Linked DNA regions of Anas platyrhynchos: region 1 is linked to region 2. A link is a contact called in public Hi-C data. All regions are on one chromosome and are shown on one strand. Each heading gives the region's core, a stretch centred on a gene start, on an enhancer-like site or on the middle of the called end of the contact. The rest is flanking DNA. Distances are from core to core; before and after follow the strand shown.

What was found. A called contact is a pair of places that touch in the nucleus more often than the background predicts.
Region 1: a contact with region 2 is called in a Hi-C map of F1 follicle, with 1.8 times the contacts expected there. The contact joins the enhancer-like site here to the promoter of SLC2A13 in region 2. A contact is called at or near these places in 3 of 8 Hi-C or Micro-C datasets (F1 follicle, skeletal muscle and subcutaneous adipose tissue).

Annotation. Positions count from the first base shown.
Region 1 is chr1:15,566,969-15,573,505 of IASCAAS_PekinDuck_T2T, reverse strand. The region is part of intron 3 of SLC2A13 (solute carrier family 2 member 13); the gene reads right to left. Among named protein-coding and RNA genes, the nearest start is that of SLC2A13, 60 kb to the right of the region's middle. Within about 2 kb of position 3,530, at least 4 of the 8 cell types and tissues checked have an H3K27ac peak or open chromatin away from gene starts, as enhancers often do. A contact at or near this core is called in F1 follicle, where this site is marked.
Region 2 is chr1:15,505,949-15,511,694 of IASCAAS_PekinDuck_T2T, reverse strand. SLC2A13 (solute carrier family 2 member 13) reads right to left here and starts at 1,516. Exons shown (of 10, transcript XM_027458948.3): 1 at 576-1,516. The coding sequence starts at 1,134.

The DNA of each region.
Region 1 (6,537 bases), core at 2,281-4,780, 60 kb before region 2:
TCAAGATGTTAGGGTTTTGCCTTTTTTTTTTTCCCCCCTTATCCTGTGTCCTTTGTTTCCAGATGAAATATTCGCCTTCCCGCCCTAGATCAGTGTTTTTAACAGTGGAAATAGATTTCCATTCCTTGCACTCTGAACAAATTAAACACAGGGAGACACTTCCTGGAGGGAAGGAATAAAAAGGAAGTTTAGTAAAACTGGAAAAAGAATTCTGGAGCTCAGTGAAAGTCTCAATGGGAACTTTTGGATACGATCTGTTGCACGCTTGTTCTTTTCCTTACTGTCTTAATAGCGTATTTAGTTTAGACCTTCTCCTTAAAAGGGGAAAAAGGGATTTATCTGTGGGATTTATCTGAAAAACTACTGATGAGAAGAGAAGAGAAGAGAAGAGAAGAGAAGAGAAGAGAAGAGAAGAGAAGAGAAGAGAAGAGAAGAGAAGAGAAGAGAAGAGAAGAGAAGAGAAGAGAAGAGAAGAGAAGAGAAGAGAAGAGAAGAGAAGAGAAGAGAAGAGAAGAGAAGAGAAGAGAAGAGAAGAGAAGAGAAGAGAAGAGAAGAGAAGAGAAGAGAAGAGAAGAGAAGAGAAGAGAAGAGAAGAGAAGAGAAGAGAAGAGAAGAGAAGAGAAGAGAAGAGAAGAGAAGAGAAGAGAAGAGAAGAGAAGAGAAGAGAAGAGAAGAGAAGAGAAGAGCCAAGTTTTTGCTACTGCAGATTAGATCTCACTGGAGCAGCAAATCCAAACCAACCACCTGCTTAAGTATTGTCACTGGCTGAACTAGTAATAATTTGCAATTAAAAACACGGAGAACAGATAGCAATCTCTTGGGCTATGATCTTAAGAAGTATTTTTATCATGAGAACCAAAGATTATGAAAAGCTGACGTTCATGACAGTTTTCAAATCTTCCAATTTCTGGAGGATTCACATACAGCCTATGCGAATTAAATTTGAGCCACTCTGGAGTTTCAGACATAATAAAGTACTTCACAACAAAGTATGACTCTTGACAATCTCGCATCAGATATAATCATTAGCATCAATACAAAACCAGCATGGAGGCAGTTTATTTTGCACAAAAAAGACTCTATGGAGAGCCGGATTAGGAACCTTTTCTCATTTATTTCATAATGCTGTCAGTGGTAGCAACAAATTTCATCCAGAAAGATTCACGGATTGTTTTTCACGTACATCCACCACACAGTTTCCAGATTAATTGGAAATTAACTGTTGTTAATTCTGGTTTCCAGCATTAACAAGATCTTTCCTCTGCAAAAAACTTCAGAGAATGCCTCCAAGAGCAGTTTTTGCTAAGGTCAGTGAGACTGGCAGCAAGTAGCTGGATCTATATGCAATTGTTTGGACAGCTGAAATATTTTTTGCCTGTTGGTTAATAGGAGAACATACTGTGGGTCTTGCTTTCATTAAAATGTGTCTTAAAAGTAATTTTGAAACCTTACGTGCAGATGTCCTGTATCATCAGCTGGGACTGAATCACCGAACAAAGGCTCATAGATAAAACAGAATTAAAGAAGATGTATGATAATGCTGCACAGAACAGCAGGCAAAAGGTATCTTCTCATGTCATGATTCTGTTTTTAGGGAAAATAGAATTAATATTATGTAACAGACACTTCAAGGTCCCTCATGTACTATGAACAACATGAAACCTGAGAGCTGCTTAGCTTATACTGAGTGGAAACCCCTCTGATCATTTTCAGCATAAAGGAGACAGAATGGCATTGCCTAAATGCCATGTTTATAGGAAGTTTCCTTATACATATAAAATACTTTAAAGGGCAGTTCTTAAAAAAAATCTTGAAAACCCAGTGGAGTGTAAGATGATACTTGATAACTCTTCCCCAGTAAAGCATGTTTCTTCCTTCAAAAAAAATCAATATATGTATCAATCTAAATCATACGTAATTAACCGTGTATATAACTGTGTATATTAATGCTTGCTTGTCTTACAAGATAAAAGCATGTGAGCATGCTCATTGCTCCTTCTCATTGCAGCTTTGCAGATCTAGCAGATAAAAAGCAAGATCATAAAGATTTTATTAAACTCTTTCAAAACCTGGGGCCTATTTTTCAAAAGGATACAGGAATGCTGAGATTTCCTTGTGAATTTCAGTAGGTAGGTTTTCATGCTGCTTTCATACCCTCAGCAAGTTGAAATAAAGAATAATATCCAAATGATAGTTATTGTGCAGAAAATCCTATCATCTGTTTGTTCTCCTGCTCCTGTGCTGAGCTCTGTTTTAGAATTTTAAGGTGAAACTTTAAGTTTTGACAGATGTCACCTTTTTAACCTGTGTTTCTGATGCAGCAGCTTACAGCTGGCCCTAGGGAACACGGCTCCAATCACACCAGTAAAACGAAACCATTAAGAGCGGGTCCAAGCCCCAGCAGAGCTGCCATTCCAAAGGGGCACATTTAAGCAAAGGGACATTTCTCAGACATTTGCAGTGATCTGAGCCACTTCAGTGTCCACCGAAACACATTTCTTTTTTTCCACTATAGGTACCAATAAATAATATTAAAATATCAATTCTAAATTTGTCACAAGGGGACTATTCTCTCAGAAGAAAAAGGAAAAGGAGCACCAGGATTTCTCCAGTGTTGGGTAAAAGCAAACATGCCTCAAAGTTTTACTGAGGCAGTGAGAGCAAGCATTGCACGCCGTGACTTGCAAGCCAGTGAGAACAAACGTGAGGCTCACAGGAAAACTGGGATGTTTCAAAAAACCTGCATGTGTTTTGATGTAACTACCAAGGAGTCACACTACCCTACACTCAGTAGGAGATGCAGGAAGACTGAGTGATCTCCAAGCCCACCCAGGCAAGGAGAGGGTAGGGCAGAGTTTGTACTGAGAATGCTCCCCTCCAAAAGGCAGTGTGCACACACCTCTGGTTCACCTACCTGCTGGAGGACTGCAGCTTCCAATTGTTGCTTGGGCACTGGAAGGGCTCCCCAGGGCAGTGGGAACAGCCCCGAGCATGCCACAGTTCAAGGAGTGTTTGGACAGCGCTCTCAGACACATGGTCTGGTTTTGGGGTGGTCCTGTGTGGAGCCAGGAGTTGGACTCGGTTATCCCTGTGGCTCTCTTCCAAGTCAGGATATTCTGTGATTGTGTGATTTGCCCACAAAACATTATCACAGTAAAAGCAACCCAGCTTATCACAGAGTGATGTCTAATATCATTTTTCCAGAGAAGAACAAAGGGCTGAGAAAGCCACCGCACATCAAAAGATCAATGTGAGGTTTTAGTTAGTGGTTACAGTACAGAGTTTCACCAGCATATTTTTGACTCCCAGGACATGCAGAGATATTTCAGAAGGACACGGGTGTGGTAGCAGGAGAGCTGGTAGAGACACTACCACAAATCCAGAGGAGATACGGGGAGGAGATGATTTGAACTTGTTTTGTTTGGAAAGGGATGATTTTGCCCCCATTTCTCTGGTGCAAGGGCAGCATCTCCAAAGCACCGGAGACCATCCTAGAGCTGCATTTTTGGGGCCATGCTGACCAAGGGAGCAGGCACAGAGGTCACCTGCCTCTTCCCACCATCGGGTACTGCTCAGCTTCATGCAGAGTCCTGCCTGGGGAAGGGTCGTGCTGCTGCGGTCCTCGGAGCCACATCAAGCCCTGGTTAGTGGGATAGGCACGGATGTGTCCACACTGGAAGAACATCCAGAACAGAGGCTGCTTTGATTCACTTCCACGCTATTTTAAGGAATAGAAACGTCCAACTTCTATTTAAAGCACTACGTAAAAATTATGGGTTTGTTTTCAGCACGGGGGTGGGAGCACTCTCACAGAACTGAAGTCTGTTTATCTGACTCCTTGTTTCACGGCTGAAGGTCAAGAAGAATCAGGGCTCACCCTGTCCCCGTGCACCAGTGCTCTGGTTTTCAGCTCCAAACGAGAGCAAAGCTCCCCTGCACAGCTTGAACTGCCCTGCACCACTAGACAACACAAAGGAACGTACCCTGGTTGCCAGTGAATACTAAATTAAAAATAAGTAAAAAATGGATTTGAAGGAAAACAATACTTTGCTTTGAGCTGGTCTATATCCACCCTCTGACCAACAAAAGAAAATTGCTATTATACTGCAAAAAGCATAACCATCTACTAAAAACAAACAAACAAACAAAAAAATCTCTTCAGCTTCCTTTGGTTTTTGTTTTTTCTAAGCTCTAATTCCCCAAAGCCATGTCCCTGTGTCTATACATCTGTGCCAGCAACCTGCTTCCTGAGCATCCCAGCTGTCCTCAAAGATGCTACATGTGAACATGTCACATTTGGCTCCCTCCTAATTCCATTTGTTAATGCTCCTTTTTTTGCAGGGAGACAAAAGAGCAAGGATGGAAACAGAGCTAGCAGCAATGGCAATGGCAGGACACATACAGCAAAATCGATACATATATTTTATATATAAAAAAATACGGGAAAACACACTTCAGGCTAATTCTTGCACAAAGAAGATGCTATTAAAACGTGCTACTCAAATATTTTTGGTCTGTTCAAGTTCCAGACCAAGTCTGCTGGCGTTTGGAAGTAATGCCTAGTGAAAAAATACCCACATTACAAGCTCACTGACATTTTTAGGGTTTCAATGTTAAGATTACGACTTGCATAAACGCAGCAAGCATTCTCAGCTGCAACACTATTTCAGAATGACTTAAACTGCATTCTTAAAGCCAATAAGAGCCTCAATTGGGCTAAGGGAGAAGTTGATTATAGGGCCAGTACAAATTCTTATCCAGGGCTTCAGATGCATACATGCAGTAGCTAAAGCTAAGCATGAAGCCGGACAAACTTCCCACAGTGATTCACAACATCCCAGTGAAAGCATGGGCTCAGCAACTAGCAGATACTGAATAACATCTCAGTTTCCCCAGGTTTTCTTTACTTTCCTTTATTTTTTTTCAGGAAAAAAAAGTATCACTAGTGTGGCTGGAATTTCAGGTAACCTTGCTAATCTTCATAGCTCCAGGGCAAACTTCACAGACTGTGATCAGGTTGTGGTTCAGAGAAGGGGCAGGAGTTCACGCAGACATGCATGTCCTCTATAATAAAGAGTAACTATTTCTCCAGGATGCTTAACTTCTTCCTAGAGGCAACACACCTTGTTAGAAGAAACAGATGCTTTAAAGATAAGCCCTAAAAAGAGCAGTATTAATTCCTGTAAACCAAAAAAAAATAAATAATAATCAAAAAACCTACTCCTAATTACTGCAGTTAGAATTTGTCAGCTTCGGGGGCTGACGAACATGAAGGTGTCAGCAAATCTGCTTCAAAACATTAGGATTTACAGCAGCGTGGTTGGCATCAGATTGCGTCAGGAAATAATGAAAGTTCATTTCCAGTGTTAGATATAAGAAGCATCTGCATCTTTATATGGATACCAGGAAAATATTTTCATGTTTCGCAGAAAGAGCATCATTGCCCAACTGTGCTTTCTGCCAACTGTCACCAACCTATTAAGCAGGCTGAAAGGAAAAATTCTTGGGCAGGAAGTCTGGGGGAAAACTTGTAAACAAAACCAGAGGGAGAGCAAAGCTGGAAGAAAGCTGCAGTGTTTGGACCACCTACGTTTCATGGTGGATTTCCAAATATCTCCATTCACTGACCTCATATTTGCCGGCTTTCTCTGAGCTGCCACTTAGTCACTGAGAAACATCTCTGATTCTGATCACACAAGCTGTGCAGCTAGCCGAGAAACTAATTCCATTCTCTACCTATATACAGCTATCTATGTTCTCCCCTGTCTATAGACATTCTCTCCTGACACAGCTGAGATGAAGACACCAGCAGACAAGCAGAGAAAGTGGACAATGGAAGTAAGAACAACCTGACTACAACACATGGGGAAAAAGGGCAAATATAAAATTAAATAAGTATGAACTGAATGGAAAAATCAAGCTTACAACACAGAAATAACACCATCTTTGATGAGCTCACAACTTCACGTTGACTTTGGACAACCAGACAAGCAGAGGATGTTTTCTATTTTGGAGACCACTAAGGTCCTACACACTAGCCATTGGTAATTTTACGTAGAAACGCCAACAGAGAAAGAAAAAGCCCATATGCCTGTAGTCATAAACCAATTTCCATAAGTGTTTTGCTTAATTACCAAGCTATGAATGCATGAAGGAATTCTCATTCAAGCACTTATCATTCACGTGAAGGAAATGGTGGATATTTAAGATCAAATATAGTAAAAAATGCAGAGTAACACCGAGACATGCTATCTGTGTGTCTCAATTTCTGCGTCTGACACAACAAAACACAAACAAATCACTTGTGTTACCAAACATTACTCGATTGTAAATCCACACCCAACATCAAGAGTAAGTAGCAAGACTTGGGATGAAAAGTTTGGGCACAGCAGGGCAGCTTTGAGATCAATTCCTCCACCAAGAAGAGGAATTTCCTTAAGAAGAGACAATACTGTGAGCTCCTTCCCTCTTTGGAGAAGTGCTAACTTTGATTGGCATATGGGGCGGATACATATAACCCAACCAACCCCAATTGCT
Region 2 (5,746 bases), core at 267-2,766:
TTGCCCAAACTACAGCCTGACAGGGAGGCAGCTGAAGAGCAACCAAAATCCTGGGGATATTTAGGATTTACTCCGAGCAGAAAGGAGTCTGAAAGCTTGGAGGGAACGCTCCCCATCGCTTCAAGCTCTCTGGGAGAAGTACAGTGAAAGTTTTAGCAGAATCGACTCCTTGTGAGTTACACAACGGGTACAGGTGAGAGTGTTCTGATGTCCTCAGCAAAGCCCAAAGCCTCCCAAAGCAGATGTCTTTGAAGAGAGGCTGCTGCCTCACCGCTACTACCTGATTTTGTCCCCACAGCATCCCCTGGGTGCCCCATAGCTTCTAGAGCAACGCAAGGAGCGGGACGAGAGGTATTTAGGGCCAAGAAAGCCGGGCACGCTTTCAGCCCCCCTCAAACCTCCACCTTACGGCGTGACCCCCCGGGCTGGACCGGCAGGGATGGGGACCCCCCCTCCTCCAGCAGCCTCCCCAAAACCCCACAGCACCCCGGAGGAACCCCCCAAAACCCCTCAGCATCCACCTCGGCGCCCCGCAAGCAGCCCGTAAGGGGGGTCCCGGCGGGTCGGCCACTCACCGATGCCCAGTCCCACCACCACTCGTCCCCCCAGCAGGGTCTCCTTGTCGCGGGCGGCTGCCAGCACGCCGGCCCCCGCCGTGAAGAGGCCGCTGGCCAGCAGGATGCAGGGCCGGCGGCCGCACAGCCCGTTGAGGACGCCGCCGGCCAGGGCGGAGAGAGCGGCGGCGCCCACCGTGCTGGAGACCAGCAGCTCCTGCCACAGGGCGTCCAGGTTGAGCTCCCGCTTGAGGAGCAGCAGGGCCCCCGACACCACGCCGGTGTCGTAGCCGAAAAGGAAGCCCCCCAGGGCGGAGAAAACCGACACCACGTAGACGAAGCCGGGGGTCTCGTCCTGCTGGAACTGCCGCCGAGCCGCCCGCTCCAGCTCGGCGCCCGACGCCGCGCTGTTGAGGCTGGAGCACGACTCGGCGGCGATCAGGCTCCGCTCGCCCGCAGCAGCCGCCGCCGCCGCCGAGCCGGCGGCCCCCTCCGCCTGCTGCCGCCGCCGCTTCTCGCCCATCAGGTTGCTCAGGCTCCGCAGCGTGTACTCCACATTGTCGCTGGCCTTGCGGGACATGGGACGGCCGCCGCGGGTCCCGCCCCGCCCGGGGGCAGGGCAGCGGGGACGGGGGAGGCGGGCGGGCGGCTGCCGGGCTGCTGCGGCGGTGGCTGGAGGGGCTGCTGCCGGTGGTGGCGGTGCTGGCCCTGCCCGCCCCTCCCGGGCCAGCGCTCAGCCGGGTCGCATAGCCACACTTGAGGGGAAGTTGCCGCCGCCGCCGCCGCTCCCAGCGCCCGGGCGGAGCTGGAGGCGGGGGCGGGCGGGGACAGCGGCCAGCGCGGCCCGGAGGGAGCCAGGGGCCGCCCCTCGCCGCTCCGCGCAGCCGCCCGGGGCCGCGCCCGCGCACTGAGAGCCGCCATGGCGCCGCCCAGCGCCTCCCTCACCCCCATCATCGCCCTCATGGCCGGTCCGACGGGGAGAAGCCGCCCTGTGAGGCGCCCCGTCCCGCCGCCCGGCCATTTTGTCGCCCTCCCCGCCGCGCCTTTCGGCCCCGCTGTCGAGCGCCGGTCGTCCAGTGCCTCCGCCTCACGGAGCCCCCGCTGGGGAGCCGCGGTTAAAATCAATAAAGTCGGCCGTTTGTGGAGCTAAATTGAGAGGTTTTTTTACACAACCTGTGGTGTTGTAAAGCGCTGGGTGGCCAAAGTGTGTGTGTGTGTGTGTGTGTGTGTGTGTGTGTGTGTGTGGTGGTGGGGAGATCTAGGGCAATCCCTAGTGTCAAAGAGGAACAGATTTGTTAGCGTGAAAGAGGAAGAAAAAATAAAAAAATCTTGGGTATTTTTTCATGTTTATTCGCAAAAATGAAAGCGCAGCGTTTCGGTAATCCCATCTTCAAGCGTTTTTATTTGGGGTTCTCACCGGGATAAAGATGAAGGTTTAAATCAGACGGAATACAGTGGAATAACGCATTTTTTTAATATTTTTTTCCAGTGGTTTGGTAGGAAAACTGTGCCTCCTGGTGGAGAGTACATGAAGTGAAAGTGCGTGTTTCCCTTCAGACGAAACAGGAGCCTTTGCTGGCCAATACCCATGGCAGAGCCTCCTAGGTGCAAGGCAAACCTTGACAAAACTCATACCAGAATATCACCAGTTGTGCTTCATTCCTGAGCCCTGATCTAACGGCACGTATTGAAATAAATAAACACAATTTTCCTACTGACTAAAATGGCTTCTGTAAAGGTCATCATAACAAGCCTGGCCCATAGATGGAAAGTTTTGGTAATTAACCAGGTCAGCACTTCTCAGCCCACACCTTGTGAGCAGTACTAGTCACAGCCACTTCAGTTATTAACTGAGAAGGGGAGCAGAGTCCTACAGGGCCTGCTGCACGCAATCGTGTCTGTGCTTTGCCTCTGCCTTTTTGAGGCAAGCTGTGAAAGGCTGGTGCTCTGTGCGCCATCCAGGTAACACCGACTGAATACATCAGTGAGCTCTGGCTGCTAAACACAAGATGCGCACAGCTGTCTATGTAGTGAATCCAGTTAGTGACAGATGTGGCAGAGGATTTTTAAATATAATAGGTCAGCTTCCACGTTTGAGAAACCTAGGTAAGAATTACATGTTAACATTCTGATGCTTTTAATCGAGATTTGGATAATATGGTGTAATTGCCACAGAGCGTTCCATATTTCTTTACAGCCTTTCCAGCCCAGCACTCAAGCAAGACCCAGGCAGCCCATCCAAGCTATAGGATCAGGAATAAAGGCATGCTGCAAGAAACTGTCACCCCCTCAGGTCCGGGAGCTCTCCAGGAGCAGACTGGCTCACATTTCTAAAATGCCACCAGTGGAGAGAGCTGTAATGTTCCAGAAACCTCCCGACGCACCCAAGAAGCACAGCACTCAATACTTGTATGTGCAAGGCCCAACTATAAAATGTGGGACACAGTGCATTAAACAGAAAATATTCACACCAAATCCCCAGCCAGCTAGAAGGAATACTCTCACAGCATATTGTCACAGCAGCTGGCTGTCACAAAAACAACCTGTCTTTTTAACAGCCATCTCAGAAGCTGGAGGCATTCTGTACGTTATAGTCAATAGGGACTCAAGAGAGCTAACAAAAAAAAGCTTTTTTTTTTTTTTTTTTTTTTTTTTTTCCATGGCTGGCCCAACACGATCAAAAATAGACATATTTCTCTTCAGATCATGCTGTCAAGCTTCTCTCTTGAAAGTATTCCCTGAAGAAACACAACAAAGAAGTTCAGCTGCAGGATACACTACACTAAAGGGTGACTGCATGAGAAAGAGGGAGGATTTGTTTGTCTTATGTGTAGATTTTCATTACTGTGATCATCTCTCCATAGCACCTGGATTTTGTGATAGCAGCTGCCTTATAAATGATTTCACAGTAGTGCAATATGTCATGGGTGTGATTAGTAATCTAAGACGTGGGGGTCAGATCCAAAGAAGGATTTGTGTGGATTTTAGGCACGTTATTCTTTCAGGAGAGTAAATGTTTAATTGTAACACTGTTCAAGACTTGCTGCACCGGTTCATCCCTCCCTTCAAGGTGTGTTTGCAGAACTGTTTGCAAGGTCATGTTGTGAACTAGGTCAAAGAACTTGTCCAGCTTTAATAAACCCCACATGATTTTTTCCATTTCAGCATACAGCAGGAATAATTACAGGATTTTACTGCTTATATATTGTTAGTACATGGCCCAGAACTCCCCCAGGCCTGAATATCTGGGAGTTAGCTGCTGTCTCAGGATTTATTGGCATTCAAAAGCAGGTGGATCAGTGCCTAAATCTCCTGGCTATTTCAGTCCAGCCAAGATGCACAGTGAGATGCAGTAGGTTTTTTATTTTACAGCCTAATGTTTGGTAGCCTCACCTAGGAATCAGGACACCTAAATCACAGGTTTGCTTCATCCCAAGAGGATTTAAATGTCTCTTGCACCTCCCAAGAAGACTGTAGGTTAAACTGGGGAAAAGATGGGTTCTTAGCAGAAACTGGGTTGCTGTGCAAGAATGTAAAGCCATGGAGCTATGTGGACATCGAGGTAGAAAATGATCTGACTGTGGCAGGAGAAGGTTCTGCCTTCTCAATGCTGGTTATATTTTGTACATGAAGCAGACAGTGCATTAAAAAAAAAAAAAAAAAAAAAAAAAAAAAAAAAAAAAAAGATCCTGAGGTCAAGGATTCTTCCCATCTCAGTCAATGCTTTGGGGATAGGCAGCTGGTCTTTAGCCTCATGCAAGCTTTAGCAATACAGCATGCAACTCCTTGAGTTTTTGGGCTCCAAAACTACTTTCATGTTCTTTAGGTTATGATGCCTTAAACTGTGATGGGAAACCCCCTCTGATATTCACAAGATTTTGCTATCAGCAGAGTTGCTACATAAGTTTAGAGATATCTATCACTGCATTGGTCTGAGGGAAATCACCTAGCTAAATATGAAAAAGAAAAAGAAAATAAATAAATCAGCAAATACTGTTTCCAATAGCAGTTTATCTAATGTCTGTAACACAGGAAAAGCAATGATCTTTTCTTGTTCACTGCTAGTAATGTCAAAACCCTCTCTTACACATTTTCTATGTTTGTATGTAGTTCTCAAGGTTCAGAAATCTTCTGAACACAGAATGACACATTGCCAGTGTGCCAAGGAATGTAGTTGGGTACCTTCTTACAAGTCAGCCCTCTGACAAGGCACAAATTCTGATCCTGATTCAATCACATCAGCTGGTTGAATTTGTGAATATGTGTTGGTTACATAGGGCTGGGACTGTAAGGAAGACAGTAGTTTAAAAAAGAAAAATGGAAGAATAAATATAATCTGAAATAAACTGTTTATTGCCTTAAAACTTCATTTGTTCCAAAATCCTCCTGTTCTTGCAACGTTCTTTGGTTTCTTTGGAAAGAAGAAGTTTTCTGATCCTCATACAGCATTCCTTGTCCAGCCATTTCCACCCTTGTGACACACTCATTTTGTTCACTTATCTGAATCTGCCTACCCCTTACCTCTCAAAAAATCAAATGCAGTTTTCCTTCTTGTGCCTGCTTTGGGTTCTCCTTTATGTTCCCAACATCAATAGTTGAAGAAAAGTCACTCTTGATTTACATTCTCTTCCATTTAACTCTTTCACATTTTAAATTTACTCTTTTAAATTTCTGGGTGTCCTGGTGTGCAGGATGCCTTTAGGCCAATAATTTACCTTCTACCTTGATTACCTGAATCTGGGGCAACGCTACAGACATCCTCTGTAAAATCCTTTCAAAATTAAAGTCAGAAGTTATTAGTAAGGAACCTACTGACACCACACATTTAATCCTACTGGTCAAGTGTTGGAAATAATTTGCTGAGCAAGTGAGAGGAGCTCACTGGTGACTGCAGGATGAAGCTGACAAAACCGTGGGACAACACATTCCTTGCCTGACAGGCAGCGCTGGCAGCACTGGAGCTATGGCTGCCGAAGACTTCACACCATGAGCTTTTTTAATTCCATATAACTTTACCAAAGTAATCATTTGAGCTCATATTTTGCATAATTGCTCTCTCTTTCATGCTAAATATATAAATCCCAGCAAACCCACTTCAGACCCATTGAAAACGCAATTGTAAGAGACACGTGTTTTCTGAAGTTAAATTTTTCTGGCTATTTTTAAGACCTCCAGCTTTTTCATGCTGTAGA